Linked DNA regions of Xenopus laevis: region 1 is linked to region 2. A link is a contact called in public Hi-C data. All regions are on one chromosome and are shown on one strand. Each heading gives the region's core, a stretch centred on a gene start, on an enhancer-like site or on the middle of the called end of the contact. The rest is flanking DNA. Distances are from core to core; before and after follow the strand shown.

What was found. A called contact is a pair of places that touch in the nucleus more often than the background predicts.
Region 1: a contact with region 2 is called in a Hi-C map of the XTC cell line, with 5 times the contacts expected there. The contact joins two enhancer-like sites. A contact is called at or near these places in 2 of 4 Hi-C or Micro-C datasets (the XL177 cell line and the XTC cell line).

What each region holds. Positions count from the first base shown.
Region 1 is chr8L:78,151,701-78,157,677 of Xenopus_laevis_v10.1, reverse strand. It overlaps fbln5.L (fibulin-5), which reads left to right. Exons shown (of 11, transcript XM_041573015.1): 10 at 1,030-1,225. Among protein-coding and RNA genes, the nearest start is that of tc2n.L, 28 kb to the right of the region's middle. Within about 2 kb of position 4,042, at least 1 of the 7 cell types and tissues checked has an H3K27ac peak or open chromatin away from gene starts, as enhancers often do.
Region 2 is chr8L:78,080,844-78,087,483 of Xenopus_laevis_v10.1, reverse strand. No RefSeq gene overlaps it. Among protein-coding and RNA genes, the nearest start is that of ppp4r3a.L, 7.2 kb to the right of the region's middle. Within about 2 kb of position 4,928, at least 2 of the 7 cell types and tissues checked have an H3K27ac peak or open chromatin away from gene starts, as enhancers often do.

The sequences.
Region 1 (5,977 bases), core at 2,793-5,292, 71 kb before region 2:
TAGTAGTAGTAGTAGTAGTAGTAAAACAACAAAAAAATAAATAAAAGCAGTCCTTACAAGGACTACTGTTATTGCAGCAGTCAGCAGATGAGATCTGAAGCAGGACAGCTGCCCACTGCAGCTACATACAGAGCACTGCAGTAGAAGGTAGATTACTAGCCAGCAAAGCTACCTAAGCTTAAATGTCCCTCAAACCCCTGCAGACTTCTGTCCCTACAATAACAGAGCAGTATCAAAACGATTACTAGCCAGCAAACTTTCAACTGTCCCTGAAATCACTAACAGGCAGCAGCTCTCTCCCTACACTATCTCTTCAGCACACACAGGCAGAGTGAAAAAACGCTGCAGGGCTTCGGTTTTTATAGGGAAGGGGAGTGGTCCAGGGGAGAGCTTCCTGATTGGCTGCCATGTACCTGCTGGTCTGGGGTGAGAGGGCAAAAAAAAGCGCCAACAATGGCGAACCCAAAATGGCGAACGTCGCGCGACGTTCGCGAACTTCCGGCGAGCGCGAACACCCGATGTTCGCGCGAACAAGTTCGCCGGCGAACAGTTCGCGACATCTCTACTCCCTAACTTGCATGTCTGAATGACTCACAAGTTATGGCTATTGGTAGGGGAATGAATGAAGATGTTTACATTCAATCCCCCCCTCATTAATACAGTGTTGCCTAATGTAGGAAGCACAGCATTCATGGGGGCAGCCACGGATCTTTGAGCTCCAAAATCAACAGAGAAGCCCGCAACATGCTTTTTACTTATTAAAGAATGAAAAAACAGGTTATATATGACAGATGTTAATGGCTGGAACTAAGGCTGCCATCAGAAAACCACTTTTCTGTTGGGGACCTGTACAAGTATAGCATGTGCCATAATTAATAGTCTTAAGTAGTGGTTTGTCAGGGGCCAAGCAATCACTGGGAGTCATACAGCTGAACCACAGGTACCGCCTAAAGACGACCATGGGTGCAAACTAAGAGGCAAGAAGAGAAGGATCTTTTTTTGAACTAATCAGTTTTTGTCTTTTTCTAGTCGGTGCATGTGTCCTGTGGAGAACACAGCCTGCAGAGACCAGCCTTTTACCATTGTCCATAGACACATGGACCTATTGTCCACCCGCAGTGTTCCTACAGACATATTCCAGATGCAGGCCACCACCCGCTTCCCTGGAGCTTATTACATTTTCCAAATTAAGTCAGGGAATGAAGGCAGAGAGTTCTACATGAGGGTAAGTACCACACAGGCAGGTGGCACACTGCACAGCATAACAATTTGCACTGCGGGGATAGAACATTCTACCACGAGTCTCATATTACAGCCAGCTCATTCTGTGTTCAGACACAGTCATCATCTGTATACTTTAGTGACTGCCCACAGTCTTGAAGTAGGAGAATCTTTGAGGTGAGTAATTTGATGGGGAAACTCCAAATAAAGTTACTTCACTCAAGGCAATGGGCAAACTTAAAATCTCAGAAAATGGCACTGAGATCAGTATTATTTTGGCTACATATATGTGGAAGCAAATTGGAACACAGAGTGGGGTCCCTGTGTAAAATTATGACCAGGGCCCTTTTAATTATAAATGCACCTCTGTAAACAATTCTGAATTTTAAGTGAGAATTTTCCAGACAAGGATTTTCCAGTTTTTATTTCAAAAAGCTTATGTAAGTGTTATAAGGCGAAACACAGGAAAGCTTGTATGGTATTTACTCCCGGGGGCTGGAAGAACACAAGCACTGTACATTGAATCTGTTCCAATTAGAATATTAACCTGGGAAACATCTGGAACACAAAGATCTCTCACCCTTGATCTGATTGGGTAGAATAGATGTTTAGAACAATTGTATTCTGTCAAATAGGTTTCCATGAAAATTTATTGTTGTTGTTTTACTTTAAATGTGCTATTCATGTAGAATAATACAATGGTAAAACTGCTGTATGTTAGTGTGGGAATGCAAGTATATTCAGGTTCATAGTGAACAAAACCAGTCAGCTCCATGTGCCAGCAAGGTGGGTGGAGCCCAAGACAACCTTGTTCTAGCAAACAGAGATAAGCAAAATCTAAATGTAGAATGTTTACAACCAATCTATGGAGCCCTAGTCTAGATACAAGAAAACCTCCAATATCTGTATATGATTTTGGTGGGAATGGAAGGGTATGATTTTATTCTCTGTGTCACTTTATGGAAGAACGGCAACAAATCCCCAGTAGGTAATTCCAGTTCCAACTTCATCGGGGGCTCTGCCCTCTAACATCTTACTAATGAACATGCACATTTAAAAAAACAGCAGCAAGAATATTTTTTAAAAATGAGCAAAATGTTTCTCTATCACACAGTGTAATAATCACATAATGATCTTTTTTCACTTTTAGCCAGCAGGTGGCATGTGCTTACAATTTTCTTATGTTATGTAATGCACTTTTAGTTTTTGTGATATGAAAAGCATATATGTCATAATGCACCCTTCTGAACTTTTGAGTGTTTTTCCATATTCTTAAGCAAACAAGTGATAAGCAATTGGTTTTCCATCCAGTGCAGGAGCTAATAAATCAGGAAGACTTAATATATGTTACAGTACAACATGTTACAGTACAACATGTTACGTTTAATGGGTTGGTAAATAGGAATCTCTATAACCCTTTCATGCATTTGTGTAATAAGGAAATAGAAACATGCACACACCCAAACATTTACGTAGCATTTACTGTAAGAGTAACCATTTACACATAAAAAGAGCAACGACATTACAGTTGTAAAGAAGCTACAAATGCAGAATATTTATTCAGTTGTCTTAGTTTTTTACTTGCTGCTTTGTTTGCATCCCCATGAACAGTGTTGCCTGTTTCTTTTTTCTCTACACGTATAGGGAAGAAAATGCGGCATTATTTGTTAACACCATTGTGAGTGATTATTGTTAGCAATATGAACAATTTGTATAGAAAGACCTAAATGGCTGATTTACTAAAGTCAGACAAATGGTAAAGTGCAAAAATAAGTTGCAAATGCCCATGTTTTGGAGCCCACGATGCACCTTGTAACATATTTTCTACCAACCACTCTCAGGTCAAATCTTTACATCTGGAATATCAATCATAAAGCCTTGTGCCTATGAATGGTGCACTGGTGAAAAATAGATTGTGCCCAGTCATGTAAAAAGTGGCATGTGAGCAGCCTATGGGCATCTTCATGCATTCCCCTTAATTACATGGTATTATTAATGCCAAAGATAGAGTTCTTGTGGTCACAATGAGCATGCCCTGTACTTACTATCTATAAGCCTCCGCCGCTCTGTTCCAGGTGTTGGATGCCCCAACAATGGTAGAACCAGTGCTATATTCAGAGCCCAATTGCACTGACCTTTGGATAGTGAATGGTTTCAAAGGGACCTTTATTCCCCTTTATAAATAGTATGTTTGGCCAAGAAGGAGAAAAGATATTGGGGTGGGGAGAAATACATTGGCAAGATGGCATTGCTGCCTTAGTTTTACCAAAATGACCGTGCACTCCACATTGTACCAATTTAATTGCGCACAGACTGCTCATATTGAAATACATAATGAAACTAGAACATCATTTACAAAACAAGCACCAGGGCCACATTTTGAGATTATGCTACTGGTGAAGAAAGTCACCCTTACTTATTCCCTCTGCCCAAGTTCACCAGAAACCCGTCCTCCTATCTCCTTTAGTACAGTTTTAAAGGGTGATCAGGGCTGCACTGCGGAATGGAGGTGGGGGGTGGGGCAAAATTGAAAGCAGCATGGCACCCCAAAAGTTTTCCCTAGGCTCACACCTGGCAAGTACACAAACATACAAGGGCATAATTTATACAGCAATGCTGGGGAAAACATTGCATTGGGTAACAAAAAAAAATGTTGAATAAAAAAAAATTCTACTTGTTTCATAAATGAGTGCTTGATGCTTTGCTTGTACCTTTATATTAAACTGTTTTAACATTTACTCTAAGCTTTGACTTACGTCAACAGCATGTTTATCTTCTCAGAGTCCTGTACTGCAACACAGCTGTCTGGGCAGTCAGCCATCTAACCTGTGCATTCAACTGACTGCTGCCTGACCCCTCTCTTTGTATTCTTATTAATTGTAATCAGCACTGTGGGTAAAGGAACATGAGACTTAAATACAAGCTGATTTTTAGTAAAACAATTACAGCTATAGATGGAAAGATTTTAGCTTATGCTACTACTGGGGGCCCAAGTGTATGGAAAACTCTGTGGGGTCCAGACTGACATACAGTTCCAGTATTTGTGTGTGAAAATGTTGTTGTAGTACCCAGTAACCAGTACACCACAAACTCACACCACGGATGAAGTGTTTCCCCTATGTACATTTCTTTCTATTAACCTGCTAAAGGGCATTGCATTGATTCTCAGCAGCAGATTATTCTGTCATGACAGATATGGAAGCCTTTACATAAACCTTTGTGAAACTGACAAGGCTGCCTATTCATGTTGAATACATTTCTTTTGTAGTGTCCCTTTAAATATCATGGATGCCGTTTTTTGTAAATGTAACAAACTCCTTTGATTTTCAGGGTATCCTGGGTACTTCAGCTTGGGTCAGTTTCTGGGCTATTTGCTTTGGGCCCTCTGGCTCAGTGACTTTATCTGTCTTTTGATCATGCCATTACATAGGGGCACATTTACTAAGCTCGAGTGAAAGATTAGAATGAAAGAATTAGAATAGAAGTTTTTTTTGGGTACTTCGACCATCGAAAAGGCTACTTCGACCTTTGACTACAAATTCGACTTCAAATCGAACGATTCAAAGTAAAAATCGTTCGACTATTCGACCATTCGACCATTCGATAGTCGAAGTACTGTCTCTTTAAAAGTACTTGACTACCTACTTCGCCACTTAAAACCTACCGAGCACCAATTATAGCCTATGGGGACCTTCCCCATAAGCTTTCCAAGCAATTTCTAATCGAAGGAAAATCGTTCAATCGATGGATAAAAACCTTCGAATCGTTCGATTCGAAGGATTTAATCGTTCGATCGAACGATTTTTCCTTCGATCGTTCGATCAAAGTAAATGCGGTAAATCCTTTGACTTCGATATTCGAAGTCGAAGGATTGTACTTCGATGGTCTAATATCGAGGGTTAATTAACCCTCAATATTCGACCCTTAGTAAATGTGCCCCATAGTGTGTTTGTAACCCTAGAAATTAAATTTACCGAGTGACGGGGGGAGGAGTCGAGCAAGCAGCATGGCGGAGCTCTGAGAGTTTGGAGCTCCAGGTGCTACACCCGACCCGCTTGGATGAAGGGTGAATAAGCAGGAAATAAGCATAACGGGGTATACTTACTAAGTACTTGTTGCCCTCCATATGCGCAGGCTGAACCGCTCACATAGCGATAACCGGAGCAGCCGGCTCTGAGTCACCACCCGCCTCTGCTCAGTGGTATCTGTTGCCGCAAGTGGCCAGCCGGCAGCGTGCACAAGGAGGAGGCAGAGGAAGTGGCGAGCGGTATGGAAGCCGTCAGGGAGCCCATAGTGAACGCAGGAGGAGGCGGTTAGCTGCCGAAAATCCGCGGAAAATCGCGGCTGTAGCAGATGGGCATTTGCTCGACAAGAGCAGCGAGGTGAGGAGCTCCCACTGGATAATAAGGCAGCCGGAGGAACCCTGCGACGGCGTGAAGATAGTGGGACCAGCGGACCCCTTGTTCCCGCCAGCTGGAGGGTAAAAGGGAGTGGAAAGGTGGAAGCAGTCTGGACTGGACACAAACCGGAGGGCCTGAGAGGGCAAGAAGGGAGAAGCGCGTCCAAGGGGGAGTGGCAGGATACTGCCAGACGCTTCGTATGTATGCCAGACACACTGTATGCAACATAACTTGGATTTATGTATGTAATACTGTACCTGCTTAGAATACATTATTGGTCCCGGGAAGAGTGCCTAGAAGCGGAAGCTGTTTAAAAAGTCATAAGATATTTCCCACATACATTGCAGATACTGGAC
Region 2 (6,640 bases), core at 3,679-6,178:
GGTGTGCAGTATTTACAAATTATGCAATCAAAACTGATATTACTGCCAAGCTTTTGTTAATAAAAATCTCAATAAAACTATATGTAGACAGAGGTGATTAGGAAAGACTTTCCTGCCAAAGGTCTGTGACATCACAAATCCCGGATACACAGTAATATGAACAGCTGAACTTTTATTATATGCTTGCAAGCAAGGCACGGGGCTTAGGTAACCGTATTCTCAGCTGCAATTACTGGGAGGAAAAAAAAGGTTGTATTACCTACCAATCTACAGTAAACATTGCACAATGTGGCCTCATGCACTGCAGCTCATATGACTAGGTGTGTGTGTCTCAAGTTATGAACAGAAAAGTATTCAATAGGAGATACAATGAATGTATCTTTTCTGTCCACAAAATGATTTTTTAAATTGAATTTAGCATTATGTAATGCTTCCATGGATATTACTTTATAGACTTGTGATTTACCTGTAACTGTGATAGTGTGCTGTACTGTAGTTACACCACTGCATACATGCACCTAGCAACTTGTGTGGTCCAATAGCAACAGCCCCCCAGTGGTCCAGGACCCCCTGCAACCATGACGGTATGCTATATTGTAGTTACGCCACTGCATATATGCTCTTAGCAATGTGTGGTATGACAATGTGCCTGTGCCCTAATTTGAAACCCTTGTTTGAAAATGTTTGCACCTGCACATAATGACTAACATGGGGCCAGGCAATTTTAACTGATCAGTTCCCTTCCAACCTTTTTGGATATTTATATTAATATATGGCCCAATATCTGCTGGGTTACTTCAAAAAATATACATAACCTCCAGACCAACAGACAACTGTTAACACACAGTACTCCAGAATTTTTATCAAATCAATATGTGGTCAGAGAGACAGATCATCCTCCAAGAAAATCAGATCACAGTTGCTTTGTCCAAACTGAAAATATGCCAAAGCACCTGTAGTGTATTTGCATAGTGCATTTGAACCCTTGGCCCAAACAAACAGAAAATTTGCCAGCGACGGCTTCGCTCACAGCGCAAACACTTCGGCAGGTGTAGATTCGCCAGGACAATGGTAATTCACTAAAATCCGAAGTGGCTTCCAGGGTCCGAATGCTGGCGAAGTTGCACTAGCATTACTGCGCCAAGTGAAGCGAAGTTGTGCTAACGCTGCCTTATTTACATACGGCGGGAAGTTAAAGTTGAATGGACGTATATGTTACAGCAGGGGTCCCCAACCTTTTTTGCTCGTGAGCCACATTTAAATGTAAAAAAGACTTGGAGAGCAACACAAACATGAAAAAGTCCATGGGGATGCCAAATAAGGGCTGTGATTGGCTATGTGGTCACCCCTAGGTGTACTGGCAGCCTAAAAGAGGGTCCGTTTGGTAGTACACCTGGTTTTTATGCAACCAAAACTTGCCTCCAAGCCAGAAATTCAAAAATAAGCAACTGCTTTGAGGCCACTGGGAGCAACATCCAAGGGGTTGGCGAGCAACATGTTGCTCGCGAGCTACTGGTTGGGGACCACTGTGTTACAGCAAATACATTACACTACACAAGCCTGGTAGAGATGTCGCGAACTGTTCGCCGGCGAACTTGTTCGCGCGAACATCGGGTGTTCGCGCTCGCCGGAAGTTCGCGAACGTCGCGCGACGTTCGCCATTTTGGGTTCGCCATTGTTGGCGCTTTTTTTTGCCCTCTCACCCCAGACCAGCAGGTACATGGCAGCCAATCAGGAAGCTCTCCCCTGGACCACTCCCCTTCCTATAAAAACCGAAGCCCTGCAGCGTTTTTTCACTCTGCCTGTGTGTGCTGAAGAGATAGTGTAGGGAGAGAGCTGCTGCCTGTTAGTGATTTCAGGGACAGTTGAAAGTTTGCTGGCTAGTAATCGTTTTGATACTGCTCTGTTATTGGAGGGACAGAAGTCTGCAGGGGTTTGAGGGACATTTTAGCTTAGGTAGCTTTGCTGGCTAGTAATCTACCTTCTACTGCAGTGCTCTGTATGTAGCTGCAGTGGGCAGCTGTCCTGCTTCTGATCTCATCTGCTGACTGCTGCAATAACAGTAGTCCTTGTAAGGACTGCTTTTATTTATTTTTTTGTTGTTTTACTACTACTACTACTACTACTACTATAAGAGCCCAGTGCTATTAGTCTAGCAGTGTTGGGGAGTGGGACTGGTGTGCTAATCTGCTGCTCCTAGTAGTTCAGCAGCACCAACTTTAATTTTTTTTTTTTAATATTCATTTTTTTTTTATTTTACTTTTTTTTATTTTACTACCGCTGTAGTAGTGTATAAGTTGACCTTTTAGGCATTATTTGCCCTGTAGGCATTATTTGCACACTGTTTTCTTCAACCCGCCATCGAGCTGTGTGACCTTGTTCCCATTCTGTCTAAATATCCATAATATTACCGTCTCCAGAAAAAACACCGGAGTCACTTTTTTCAAGCAGCCATAATATATTTTACGTAATCCGTATCCACCGCTGTAGTAGTGTATACGTTGGCCTTGTAGGCATTATTTGCACACTGTTTTCTTCAACCCGCCATCGAGCTGTGTGACCTTGTTCCCATTCTGTCTAAATATCCATAATATTACCGTCTCCAGAAAAAACACCGGAGTCACTTTTTTCAAGCAGCCATAATATATTTTACGTAATCCGTATCCACCGCTGTAGTAGTGTATACGTTGGCCTTGTAGGCATTATTTGCACACTGTTTTCTCTTCAACCCGCCATCGAGCTGTGTGACCTTGTTCACATTCTGTCTAAATATCCATAATATTACCGTCTCCAGAAAAAACACCAAACAATGCCTACAAGGTCAACGTATGGCAGTTGTTTAAAGAGAACAGTAGATTACTAGCCAGCAAAGCTACCTAAGCTAAAATGTCCCTCAAATCCCTGCAGACTTCTGTCCCTCCAATACAGAGCAGTATCAAGCAGATTACTAGCCAGCAAACTTACTATCATCTGTCCCTGAAATCACTAACAGCTCTCCCCCTACACTATCTCTTCCAAGCACACACAGGCAGATTTTTCAGATACATTTTTGCCCTTGATCCCCCTCTGGCATGCCACTGTCCAGGTCGTTGCACCCTTTAAACAACTTTAAAATCATTTTTCTGGCCAGAAATGTCTTTTCTAGATGTTAAAGTTCGCCTTCCCATTGAAGTCTATGGGGTTCGCGAACCGTTCGCGAACCGCTCGCATTTTTGCGCAAGTTCGCGAATATGTTCGCGAACTTTTTTTCCGACGTTCGCTACATCCCTAGAGAGAAGCTGTTGCTTCATGGTTAAAATCTCTATAATTCACAGGTAAGCAAACTTACAAACTCAATATTTTCTCCATATTTCAAATAAGTAGTTCTACATACTCACAGACACAGTGCTACATTTTTTCATACAGACAAAGGCTTTTTTGAGAGCAGTATCCATAAAATAACTAGTGATTACATAGGTAATACAATTTGTAAATAATCTTCAAATGATGCAAAGGAAGTTTTTCTTACTTATGAACCAGGGCACAACCTGATTTCTGTTCCTCTTGCACCATCCTGTGGTGTAAATTGATTTTTGCAGTCCTGCTATTAGAGCTGGCTATTGATTTAAAGGGAAAGTATGACTTTTGATTGTGTCTAAGCATTGGATGTTTTACTCTTATTAAAATGTAGTAACTGTTGGTAAACACAGTCAGCGTTTATGGTTCTCATATCTGCATTTTTCTGCTAGATTGTTTAGGTCTTATTTAGGTGGAATCCAGGATTTTAACCAGAGTAAGACAACTGAATGTACCCACTTTTTAGTCACAGATGATGCCGTAAAAAAATATTTTTAAAATATGAGTATGGAAATGATGTTTCCATTTGGTTCTGTATTAGGACACTTTTTGTGCAGGCCCTTTTCTCCAGCTAGTCAGTATTGCCCCTACCAAAAGGTGGCAAACCTACCAATGAGTGAAATTTAGACTTTACCATTAAGATAAATCTACTCCTTTAAAAACCCATAGAAATATATAAATAGTTAAGGAATTTAATTGTGGGGGACTGTGGAGAGCTCTAGTATTTTCATATACCTCCCAACTGTCCCAATTTTTAATCCCACAGCTTGCTGTCCTGAATCGTCCTTTAATGTCCCAAATTGCCCCACTCCTCTTCTGTTATTACTGTGGGTTTCACTGTGGAAGCAGTAAGATTTATGGGCAACTAAACTCCTTATGTTCCAGTACCCCTAGGTTATAATTATAAGCATACTTACACACACTGATGTGGTTTTACACTTACAGCACTTTTAGCATTAAGTGTTTCTAGGTGGTATAATTGATTTACTTTCAGCACACTGATAATATGCTATTACATTTATGAGGTATATATAAAGATAAGTTAATACTTCTGATGTTTTTTTCAAACAGCAGAAGAATGCTGTAGTGACTGATATGGCTGAGACACAGACAAAAGTGTAATGAACATATGAATTTGCATGCATTACACATATCAAATCATCTTAATCAATGGGCCAACATATTTTGATAAACATTACATTGTGTTCTATGCAATAATATCTTTTATACAATATATGTTACCCATTACACATTAATTAGCAATCAGTGTAAATTATGTCTACATAAAGATTTTCTCAGTGCATTGTATGTGTACTCTTTGTAGCTTGTTTTAACATAAATACCCTCTTTAAATCTAAAGCAAAATTAACTAATTTTGAAGACAGTGAAGTTAAACTTGAGTGTATAATATTTATGGTAGAAACAAAATGTTTTTTTTTTGCATGTACTACACTTGTACCTTTTCATAAAAAGCAGTTAAGGAATACTCAACCAAAATGCTAAACATCAGTTCTACTACACACAAAAGCCTGTTTGTCCTACAGGATCTCCTGGGTTCTCTGTTATACTACCACTAGCTGTGCTCTCCCCCCAGACTCTTATGTAATTATCAGCTTTCAGAGAGGGAAGTCTCTGTCTCGCTCAGGCACTTGAGATCTACTGGTTAAACACTTTTTGTCTTCATAGACCTCCCAGTGTGATACCTTAAGTTAAGGTTTAAGGAATTCTCTACAGATACGCCCCAGAGGGTCACACTTACCAAATAATTATTAGAGGCTAAATTGTGTGTGAGTATAGTACTCCCAAACTGTATTTGAACAACATATCTTAAAGATGTATTAAATAATATTTTCCTAGGCTCTGTACTATAGATAAGTATATTTAGTCAAGATAATTGCCACTGGACTAAATCGGACGATTTTCAGAGGGATTTTACCAGCTTTGTCGGAACATATCTTTTGTACGATTGCTGTCAGGGGCAGAACATCGGCTGATCTGTTCTTCTACTACTTTATTTGATCTGAAAGGTTAGTGGCAGGTCGGGAGATGTGGAAGTCCGATCGTTCGAGAATTCGAACAATCTGATCTTTGCATCTATAGGCTTTCTATTTTTTATACTGGTATATCATAAGCAAACAGGGATTTGGGCAGGGACATAACTACAAAGGAAGCAGACCATGCAACTGCAGGGGGGCCCAGGAGGTACAGGGGCTCCACGAGGTCCTAAATATATTGTATTCATAAACAATTTCAAGTAAACAAGTCAATCTCTAGACATTCTGGGGGCCTGAAAATAATTTACTGTGAGGTAAGTAATATCTAGTTACACCACTGGATTTGGGCACATGTTTACAACAAAGATCAAAGTATTATACATTCCCTTTTACATAAATTAGGAAATATACACTTCAGAAGCCATATGTGTAAAGGTAATTGTAGACAATAAGATTTGTCACCCACAAATCTACGCTACCCATAAATCTCCAAAAAATGCCTTAGGGTTAGTTCACACGAGGAGATTCAGGGAGATTTTGTCGCCTGGCGACTAATCGCTTCGTCTTCTGAGCGACTATCCCCTTGAACTGCCTCAGTGTTTTTTCCCATAAGCTACAATGAAAAGTCGCCTGCGCTAATGCACACGTGCCGATGTGAGGCAACTATTGTATCAATTATAACAGCTGCCTTTAATGAAACTAGGGGATTCTGCTCAGCAGGGCCAAAGATAAGAAATGTATCAACTAAATGTATCAATTTACAGTAGATCAGTTTACAGAGTCTACTACCCCCCCCCCTCCCAGAGCTTCTTTAGAAGTTGAAAAATTAAACTTTACACTTCAGTATTAGAAACAGTCACACAGAAAATAGAAAGTAATTGGAAAAAGTCGTTATTTCTGGTGAACTATCTGAAACCAACTGAATTGAAAACAGCGTTGGAAGATGGACAACCCCATCTGAAAAATGAACATATCTATATCTTATTGAAGAACCATGGGGAATACCAGGGTTCTTCCAGTGGACACCATGGAGCAATCCTCTTCCAGCTTCTTCACTCTTCAAATTTCCCGGGGCAGACACATGCGCAGTAGAACTAAATAGCTGGCTTTTTCGTTAAAGTTTGGCTCTTCGCTGTACTGCACATGCGCAGCCATGAGAAGAAAGAAGAAGCAGGAAGAGGATCGCTCCATGGTGCTTCCTGGAAGAACCCCAGGTGCCCACAAAACCATCTGTGATAAACATGAGTCAATACGAATTAACCATGTGTGAAGCAAATATATTAATTATTCATACTAGCACTAGAAACAAT